Linked DNA regions of Neogale vison: region 1 is linked to region 2. The links are chromatin contacts, called in public Hi-C maps. All regions are on one chromosome and are shown on one strand. The core of a region is the stretch at or near the end of the contact, and the rest is flanking DNA. Distances in the headings are between cores, read along the strand shown.

What was found. Hi-C and Micro-C count contacts between places; a contact is called where the count stands out from the background.
Region 1: a Hi-C map of fibroblasts shows a contact between it and region 2, with 7 times the contacts expected there. The contact joins the enhancer-like site here to the promoter of HIVEP2 in region 2. A contact is called at or near these places in 2 of 3 Hi-C or Micro-C datasets (fibroblasts and muscle).

The regions. Positions count from the first base shown.
Region 1 is chr1:59,828,708-59,833,692 of ASM_NN_V1, forward strand. No RefSeq gene overlaps it. Among named protein-coding and RNA genes, the nearest start is that of HIVEP2, 250 kb to the left of the region's middle. Within about 2 kb of position 3,089, the one cell type or tissue checked has open chromatin away from gene starts, as enhancers often do. A contact at or near this core is called in fibroblasts, where this site is marked.
Region 2 is chr1:59,575,044-59,580,480 of ASM_NN_V1, forward strand. HIVEP2 (transcription factor HIVEP2) reads left to right here and starts at 4,186. Exons shown (of 10, transcript XM_044247626.1): 1 at 4,186-4,205.

The sequences.
Region 1 (4,985 bases), core at 1,839-4,338, 250 kb after region 2:
AATGGTGGACGGTACTACCATCTCCCTCAGTTCTCACGAATGAAACCTCAGAGTAATCATGATTCATTGCTTTGCTTTGTGTATATACTTCATGCAGCTGGTTTTTCCTCTTTAACTTCTTGCACTTTATGTGAAGACAAACACTTGTATTTTTAGAAAGTCCATAACATTCATTCAGACCCTTTCCTCAAGTGGAAATGTGGGACTAAATGTTTGAGTTGCAATTAGTCCTCCAAAACAAAGTCATTTACCTATTTAATGGGTGACTAATTTTTGGTGGTTTGTGTTAGGGTAATTATATGATTTATTTTCTAAACTAGAACTGCTCTGAGAATGAACGAGGGCACTATTAATTGCACAGGTCGGTGGATAAACTTGGAGTCTGTGGTGCATGAGGGGACATATGGTCTCTCTATTTATAGATGGAGATGCTGCTGAATTGGCTACAAAGCATGCTCTGGGATAGTCCTTCCATGGTTGTGACGTGTTTGTGATGCACCGGTTTTATCTCCTTACCAGGATATCATTGTAGCTGATAATACAGATGAGCGCAAAGTTGATTTCTGCCTGGGAGTTAATTTATAAAGGTGACTGGGTGGTGACACAGAACGGCAAACGCTGTTGAAAGACTTTCATTCCTTAAAGTTTCCAAAAGGAGTGGGGGACATGCCATGTCAAACAGGGCCACACAGGAAAGTACCAGGTTTGCTCAGAAGGCAGATAGATGGATCCTTCCAGGGGGAAAGCAGAGCCCGGAGCCTTTATTGTGCTTTCCATGGAAAGGGCAAGGCTGGCAAATGGCTTAGGAATGGCGAGTTTGAATGGTGTCAGGAGGCTCTGGGCTCTAGGGGTGGCCTTTAGTTGTATTATTCCTGGTTCTGGGTGACTTAGAGCAGAGGAAACATTGGCTTGGTACATGAAAGTTAATTAAAAGAGGTGGTCGGGGTTATGGGCTCAGAATTAGTCGGAGAGTTTTTTTAATATGATTTTTGTGCCTCTGAAAAAGCTGGATCACAGGGTAGATGTAAACAACCTTGGCACCTAGTTCAGCTTGTGATTAACGGATGCCGAACAGACAAACACAGAATCGGAGAAAACACAGGCAGTGGCCTGAAGTTAGGGAGCATTTCCGGAAATGGAATATAGATTACCTCTGAGAAACCCACTGCGTCCATAGAGACCGAACCAGCAAACATAATGTCCTTAGCTTGAAGCTTCAGTCCGTACAGTGAGCTGGTCCATTCTCGGCTGGGGATAATGGCCCCGAGGTGCTTAAGGACCCAGGTGAAAAGGGCAGCTTTGAGGGTAGGTTGAAGATACATCTTTGAAATCAATGGTTTGAAGAAGATTCCTTTTCAGGTTCTGCGTGGAGAGGTAAATATTAAAGACATTTTACTGCATATCAAGGAAAACTGTGGCTCCTCAGCTTTATTTTAGGAACAACGCATACGTGAAGTTCTTTTAATTTTATATCAGGGAGAAGGCCTGATGTGCAGATGACCTGAACTCAGTGCCATCCAAGGGGGTGGTGAGGAAATGGTGAGTCTTTTGAGGGGAGCAAAGAAGCTGCGACTCCACGTGCTCTCATGTGATCCTGACCAGAGGCTGGGGGGATGTCACCATGTTTCTTCTACAGCTGGGGAGGCTGACAGGGTCCAGCAAGTGTCCCCAGCGCTACAGCTTTTGAGAGGCAGTCTTGATCATAGGATGCAGGTTTGTCTGACTTCTGACTCAACGGGGAGCTTCCACCGGAGGGAAAAGCAGAGATGTTTGCTGCCTAAGCTGGCTTTCTTCAGGCTTAAACCAGCACTTAAAACCGCACCCAGTTTCCTAGGGATGGGAGGCCCTGATTTCTCTGGTCCCAGCCATGAGCAGGCTTTTGCATGTCTCCCAGCATGTTGCCATTTATGGATTTGGGCAAAATAACAGAATTGCAAAGCTCAGACTCCCAGACTTCTTTTTTTCTTTTTCTTCCACACTGAGCTTCCTGTTTCTATGGCAATGAATAGGATGTTTTGCACTAAGAAACACTTTAAATGCCACTGGGGGAAGGTAAGAACCACGCATAGCTCTCTACAGAGCAGAAAGGTGAAATGAATGAGATGTTAAGAAAAACTGAGTGAAATAAGAAGAGAAAGGAAGCGGAAAAGCTGGAATAGAGGCAGGAGAAGGAAGGAAGGAGGTTAAGAGGCATCTTCTTAGAAGGAAAAATAGAACAGGGCAACATGGCAGGCAAGAACTGGAACCCACGGAGTGGCAATTCTATGGACAGCGACCTCCACGAACACTTGGAAAGAGCACACTGACTTCATGAGAACCACAGGGGGTGTGGGGCAGTGGGGAGCATCAGGCTGTCTTCACCTGAAAGCAGGGGGCAGGAATCAGGGAGGCAACTCTAGACACTCTCATTACACAGGACCCATTGAAAGTGGCTTCTGGCATAACCTCCGAGATGTTAGGCTCCAGAGTTCCACCCCGCACATGCTCTCTGTGCATTCATTGGCTGGCACAAGGTCACTGGAAGCCAGTGGTCCCACCTTTGAGGTTAGAACCAGGATATCCCATCAATGGCTGACCTGTGGAGGGGCTCTGGAAGTCTCCGTAGTCTGCAGCAACGCCTTCTCTCATTATTATTTTTTTTTTTTCCTTCTCTCATTATTGAGTGGGACTGTCCACATATGCTCCCAAGAAGGCAGGTGCTTGTAATGAAATAAACTATGAGGGATGCAAAGGACAGCCTTGAGAATTCACATGGCAACGGGAAGACTTTCTTTCCCTCTTGCCCTGGTCTAGCTTTCCCCAGTCACTGCACCAAAGTCCATGACCAAATCAACAATTAGAAAAGAAATACCTTAGAACACTGTAAATTTTAACCTGGTAGATGTATGAGCAGCATATCAAGTCGTTCTCACTTCTGGTTTTACTAATTCCTCCACTAGAGTCAAGCCAGATCAAATCAAACTCCATCTAGCTCGAAGCTCCTATTACATAAGGTTTTAAGAGCTATAAGCTAGAATTAAAAGCACAGTAATAAGAAGAGCCCATCAAGGGAAGCCTCAAAATAGTCTGGTCCCTTTGGAAGGCCAAGGCAGATGTATTTGTCCAGCTGCTTGAAGGAGAAGGCCCCAAGGCCTCTTGCTCACTCGCCAGAGGCCTGTAAAAGGCTCACCTACAGCTGCTTGTGAAATTGGTTCCTTGTAAATGAAAGTCAACCAGGAGTCATGTGAGTTAATGGCAGCTGGACAGAAAGGTCTGGGGTGCCAAATGGAGCCGGAAATGGCCAATGGCCAGGGTAAACAACCGGGGGCAGAAGCTGAGGTGAGTGTCTGTCCCAGGATAGCTCAGTGAGGTGTTGCTTTCCAAGGGCTTGGCCAGGACAGCCTGGCTTATTTTCAGCTAATCTGGGTATGCCGTAATTTACTCTGGGAGCCTCACATTTGCATGTCTACTTTAAGAGACCCTAATAAGTACACATAATAAAATGTTAATTTATGCCTTCTGCTAGGGTTGGAATTGAGTGTGGCTTAATGCAATTGCAAAACAGAACAAATCTGGAAATTCTGGCAGACAGAAGAGGAGGGTGGAAGGAGCACGTGCTCCTTTGAGTTATGGAAGTGAAACTCAGAGGAGACTAGAAACTTTCTGGTGTCAAGATACCATCGGAACCCCAGAAAGGACTTCCCATAAAACTGGGCCCGATTTCCCCAGCACAGCCTAGGAATGGATGGTCTCTTTGTCTCGATAGCCCTGAAGTCAAGACTACAATAGGGCACAGAGTAGGGCCTTCATAACTATCTGGGGAAGTGATTACGAATACTGTGAATGTTCTGAGGCAAACCCTTCTTCTCATGTTTTGGGCATGGTCAGGTCTTGCTTAGCTCTTTAAGAACCCCACACCCATCTTCACATTAAAGGAAAAGCTGGCACATATGTGATGTTCTGAGTTATTCCAAATAGCAAACTTTGTGGTGCCTGTGTGGCTCAGGAGGTTAAGCATCTGACCCTTAATTTTGGCTCAGGTTGTAATCTGAGGGCTCCAGGATCGAGCCCCACATGGAGAGTGTTTGCCCGGGGGGGGGGGGGCATCTGCTTGTGGATTCTCTCTCACTCCCTCTCCTTCTGCCCCTAACACCTCCCTAAAAATAAATAAACACACCTTTTAAAAATAAATAAATAAATAGTAAACTCTGTAGGTCTCTGAATTCTTCTGACCCCAGCACAGGCCACACCTCCTTGGGGACAATCTCATGTAAATGCTTCTTCGCATTCAGCTTTGCCCAGACCACCCCATGCTGGCGTGGCACCCACAGCTGACATTCTCTATGTCCTAAAATGGACTTGTTACTAGGAATAAGACAAAAGTTCCTACATCAAGTAGGACATCAAGTAGAATTAAAATACACCAGCAGATTTCTGGCCAGTCATTGTAAACACCTTTTAGAGTCCCTGCCGGAGGCCATGACTTACATTTATGTAGGAATCATTCCCCCCTCCCCCAGACAAACTCAGATAGCCATTTATTCACCACGTATCCTCCACTCTGGTTGCTTCAGAGCTCCCACTGACCCAACCTAGACAAACATAGACTTTCTCCTAGGAATTTGGAATTGGATTTAAAGAAAGCTAGTCAGCGCCTGAGCTTGGCTCAGACATGCATTTTGGAGCCATGGTGGTCATCTGCAGAAAGAATCCAAACCAGCTGGTCTGAGGGGAAAAAGAAAATGCAAATGTGCTGAGTAGAACAGAGTCAAAAGATGCCCGGATATGCTTCCTTCTATTGGGTTCTGAAGATGACCTCACATCTTTATAAAAAAATTCCTGTTTGTTTGATTCGGCTAACTTCATTGGCTTTCTGATATTTGTAACCAAAAGGACTTTGGAAAAGACACTACGTTTCACCATAGACATCTGTGGCTCCAACCCAGTCTGCGAGCCTAAACAGCATGCTGTTCAGCGCGCTGCCACCTTGCTTAGAGTCACGGCGC
Region 2 (5,437 bases), core at 2,936-5,435:
ACGAGGCTGTTCTGTCCCCTAGCTGTCACCTTCTGTTCCAGTCACACTGTTTGCCTTGAGGTCTACAAACACGCCAGGCTCGCTCTAGTCTTAGAACTTTATCTTAGCTGCTCCTTCTACATGAAAAGCTCTTTACTTCACCTAGATATACTGCTAAACCATTCTCTTTAATTACTGGCAGAAGTGTCACTTTTAAGAAGTCTATTCTGATCTCCCTATTTAATACAGTAACCCAACACCCCTTACCCCACCCATATCCCTTACCCTATTTTATATTTTCCCCCAACTCTTTTCACCTACCATAATTCTATACTCTTCATTTCTTGTTTATTTTCTTTTCTCTTCCTCCTCCATTCCCCCTCCCCCTTGCTAGACTTCCCCCAAGCTTCAGGAAATTGGGGATCTTTGATTTGTTCATTGACATATCCTAAGTATCTTCAGCACACAGTAGGTAAGTAATAAATATTTTTTGAATGAAAATGCTTTCAGTTCAAGGTGATTTCTGACTCTGAAAAAAATGCCATACTGCCATGTGGACATTAATTATTTTATTAAGCCCTCTCAATCCAGATCCCCAGATTTTCTTTACCTTTCATTGGGAAAAGCAGTAGGAAAAGTAATGGAAAGAAAGTTCTTACCTCACTGCTGATGCTATGTATGGGGGTCCAAGCTGGGTCACCTATGCTGGAGGGACCCTCACTTTCCTTAGAGCCCCTTAGGGCCGAGGGCACAGTTTACCATTGCTGATTTTGTCTCTGGAGGTTTTCTGGGAAGAGGAGTTCTTCTGTTACTCTATTTCCCTTGCTTATAAGCAACTGGACAGACATATTGCAGCATTAGCAGTTGGAGACAGGGATGCATTTACTTCAACATACTGATTTTTTCCAAGTAGAAGGATGATAACTAGTTTCACATATTCACACATTCTGCTTCAACTTCATTCAGGCTACCTTCTTTAGAAGCTTGATGATTTTGGAACAAGGTAATAAGAATTGAAGTTTGACTAAACACTGCCTTTAGGGGTCCTCTTTGGTAGTGGGATCAGGTCATCAAAACTGATATATATTTGCTTTTTAAAAAAATTATTTTAACTGCCCAATTAGCTGAATACCTTAATATTCACATTATGGTACATAATCTCATCTTTTAAAGAGGCATTTAAGATTTCAACTAACACTCATTCTAGCGAAGCAAAACGCTGCTTGCTATCCTTGCTCAGTTTCTGGGAGTTTGGGCAGCTGCTGTTGTGTGTGCTGAAGAGAAATTGGATTCTTAAAGAAACTGCTTAATCTTCTCTATTAAGCTATTAAATAAAATGGGCTCTGGGAGTATGTAGCAGGTGGGTTTGGAAGTGAAAAAACATTTCCAAAATCATGTTTTGCGTTTCAAATGGATGTTTAAAAATGCAACGGCATACATTTAAGAGGGAGCGATGATGGGTGCGTTTTTATTAAGTGCCTTAAGTTAAGTGAAGAAAGGCTGAAAATTCAAGAACTTATATAATGAAAGGAGAAGCCGCTTTAGTGGAAGTAGGCCTTGAATTTAAATGGGATCAACCTGGAAGGACACAGTGAAATTTATTCCAAATCATTCAGATTTTTCTCCTTTGAAAAAAAAATCGATGAAAAACGTATCGCCCCTTTATTTTGCAGAGTCGTCCTTCAGGGCAATGTCGCCATTGCACGGGGACCTCAGAAATACACTGATTATAGGTCGAAATGACAAACAAAACAAACCAAAACCGAAACCAGCAGTGCAATTGTCGAAGTCATTAAGGGGGCTGTCCTCCCATTTAATGTATTCATTTTTAATGAAAAGGGAAGGGAATATTTGATACGCCCTGACATTTGGTCCCTTTCCGCGAAATCTGAAACTTGAGACGCAAAACATTCCGCAGTTGTCGGTGAAATACCGGCTTTAAAAGCAGAACCACGGTGAATGTCTTTGGCCCGGAATTCCAGAGACTAATTTCCACCCCTCCCACGGAGTCACCTGCTCAGGGGGAACCCCGGCCAGAAATCCGGGTCGCGCCAGGTCAAATCTTGCGCGTCTCTTGTTTACTCCGCCCGGGGCAGGGCGGCGGCGCGGCCGGATGGGGGGGGGTGGGGTGGCCGCTCGGGCCCACGGTGCCCCGGGCACTGGGCTCCGCTCGGCTCTGCGCCGCTGTTCGGGTGCCCGGGAGGGGCGGCGCGCGGTCCCCGCCGGATGGGGGGACCACTCGGAGGAGGCGCTCCGGGTGCTCGCCGGACCCTGCAGCCGCTCGCCGCAGCCTCAGGGGAACCTCCCCCGAGGGTGCACACGAGTCCACACACGCCGGGTAACGGCTGGAGGGAGCCCCGGTGTCCCCCGGGTGTCGCCGGGTTGGGAAGGAAGCCCAAGGCCCGGTCCCCACTCGCCTGGGATTCCCCTGCCCCCGGGCCCCGCTCTCCCCGCGCGGTCGGCTATTTCACTCGCGTCTCTTCCTAGGCGGGCGAAGCGCGCGGGCTGGAGGCAGCCGCTAGCCCCGGGTCCCAGCTCGGCCCACCAGGAAACCGGCAGCTGTTCCCCGCGCCGCTGCCCAAGCCAATTTGAACACCCTCGCGAGGGCGGGCCGCTCGCCCGGAGCTGGGTGCACTCAGGGCACCCTGGTGAGTGACCCCAGGGAAGGCAATGGGGGCATTTCAAACGCGTGAAAAGTTCGTGCTTCCTCAGCGGCACGGAAACTGCTAGTAAAAAGGTTTGCAAAGCCCCAGAAATGCAGCCAGAGCTAGTCTTATTTTTTTTTTTTTTTTTTTTGGACCCTAACATAATCGTGAGTAGAGGAGGGTGCGAGAAAGAGGAAAGGGAGCAAGAGGTACACGGACAAAATCATAATGACAGTACTAATTATTATATAATTCCGTTTGTCATCAAGACTGGGAAGATTAAATTATATAGAGAAATGGGGAAGTTGGGTGGGGGTGGGGGAGGTTTCCACGTCCCTAAAGGAAATTCTCAGGCTCCTAGAGACGCCCAAGTTTTTTTGCATGACAAGTAGAGACCGGCTCTCGGGGGAGTTTCCCGATCCCAGCGAGCGCGAGCGCTAGCGCGAGGTCGGCGGCGGTCTTCCCGCCCCGAGCGGCCGCAACGGGGCCGGGACCTTCCCTCCCCGCCGCCTCCCTCCCCCCATCGCCCCGCGCGCCGCACAATCCTTTCTCGCTCGCCGGCTCCAGACTGGTTTTTCTGGTTCAACCTCCCTCCCTGGGACGCGCTGGGGGATCCGATGACGTCGCTGGCTGAGTCTCTCCCTCTTCCTCCCTCCCTCCCTCCGCCTCTCCCCCCGCCCGCCCTCGCCGCGCACTCCTCCTAGTAACTTCTGTTCGGGGAGGCGCTGCCAGGAATAACCCGGTGCGTCCACAGCCCGGGAGGGGAGGCGGCCGCTGCGGCTCCCGCACGCAGACTGCTTGCGGCCCGGGTCTCGCGCTCCCTCGCGAGCCCCGCGGCCCCTACCCCGGGCCCATCTCCGTATACTGTCAGAAAAATAAATAAAGGAAAGAGGAGCCTGGGCAGGCGGTCGGGATCTCTTCCCTCCCTCCGCGCCCGCCCTCCCTCTGTCCTTAAGGAAATGCTACCAGACACCCCCCACCAGACACGCTCAGCCTTGGCGAGGAGCGGCCGCCGCGGCAGCGAGAACAAGGGCACCAGGGGGGTTTCCTCCTCCTCCTCCTCTCCCTCCTCTTCCTCCTTCTCCTCTCCGTCCTCCTCCTCCTCCTTCTCAGCGGTGACTTTCCAGGTGAGCGGCCGCCGCTGCTACGAGGATCCCCCTTGCCCGCTCGGGCTCGGGCCGCCGCGTCGCGCCCTCCTCCCGCCCCTGTCACCCGGCGGCGGCCGGGAGCTGACAGCCGCTCGAGGGGCTCGCGGCCCGGAGGCGGGCAGCCGGCGGGAGGCGGGCTGGAGGTGAGAGGGTGGAGAGGAGGCGAGCGGGGCGCCGCCGAGTGCAGTCTCTCCCGGCCGGAGGAGGGTCTCCACAAAAACATCTTCGGGGACCGTGGCACAAGTCTTTGCCAAGTTCAGTCTTGGACCTTGAGGCTCCCCGGAGCCTGGAGCAACTTGGAGGGTCTCCTGGCTGGTTAACAATATTCCTACACGTCTGGACTTTGGGGTGCTGGGTGCAGCTTTGGGGTGCGTGGAGGGCGGACCGACCGTTTGGGAGAGCAGAGCGGCGGGAATCTAGGTTCCTCGGCTCGGTAAGTGGCCTAGGCGCCGTGTTTTTCCTGCCTTTTTTAGCACCGGGAGCTTGTTTCACTTTATACCGAAATCGCCTCCGCCGGGTTCGGTCACCTCCCGCGGCGCGCGCCCCCGACCCCTTCCTGGTTTCCCCAGGGTGAGGGTCGGAGGGGGCGGGGATGGGAGAGACCTCGCCAGGGGGGGTCCGGCGCGTCGGGAAATGCGGGGAATACCCTGGCCGAGGATCTATGCAGATGAGGGGAGGCTGCTTTGCGTAATGTCCTGGGGGGAGGGGGCCGAGCGGGAGCGCTGGAGGCAGGAATGTGCCTGGTTACTAATGAGGGACGTGCACCGGCGCGCACCGCCGGGCCACCGCTGCGGCTGCCGCGGCCGCCGGTCCATCGTCAGGTAGCGGGGGAGGGGGCCGCAGGCGCGCGGCGCGGGCCAGGGGCAGGCGGGCGGCGCGGGGGCCGGGCCGCCGGCCTGCGGCCGAGCGAGCTCGGCGAAGGCGCTAGCTGTTGGCATTTCAGTGACTCCTTTCTCCTCCGGAGCGAGGAAGGGAAGGAAGGAAGGAAGGAGAGAAGGAAGGAAGCGAGGAAGGAGGGGACTGTCTCGATGGAAGGTTCAGGCGGAGGCGCCCTCGCCTTGCGGGTGCACCGGCCGCAGAGCGGCTCCCGGCGCGTCGGGCCGGCCGGGGGCGCGTGGAGACGGGTGGGGGCGGTTTGCATGCGTGTTTGTCTGTGCGTCTGCCGGGGGACCGGGAAGGGACATGTGTGTTTGGGCTCTGCACTGTAGGGAGCTGGGTCTGCGCCTTTATGTCTGTTCCCTGAAGTGGGTGGAACGTTGGCCCGTTCCGGGAATGTTCCATGACGTGGTGCAGCCACAGGAAGGGGGTTAACGAGGGGCTCTCTGCCGCGGCGGCTCTATCAAAGCAGATGTGCTGCTGCTGCTCTCACCTCCCTTCACCCCTCCCCCCGCCTTTCCATTCTGTGCGTCTGGTGTTGATAGGGGCGAGACAGGAAAACACTGCTCTGTGTGTGTGTGTGTTTGGGGTGGGGTAGGGTGGTGGGGTGGGGGTGGGGGTGATGTATGTGTGGTGTCTGTCGTATTTGGTGGGGGAGACTCCAGATCAGCTCTGCCACCCCAGCTGTTATCACAGATTGGTGCGCTTTATACGCATGTGCCTCTCGCGTTCTGTCCCTCTTACATAACACTGCCAGTGCAGCAGAGGACACGAGAAAATGCGACCCCA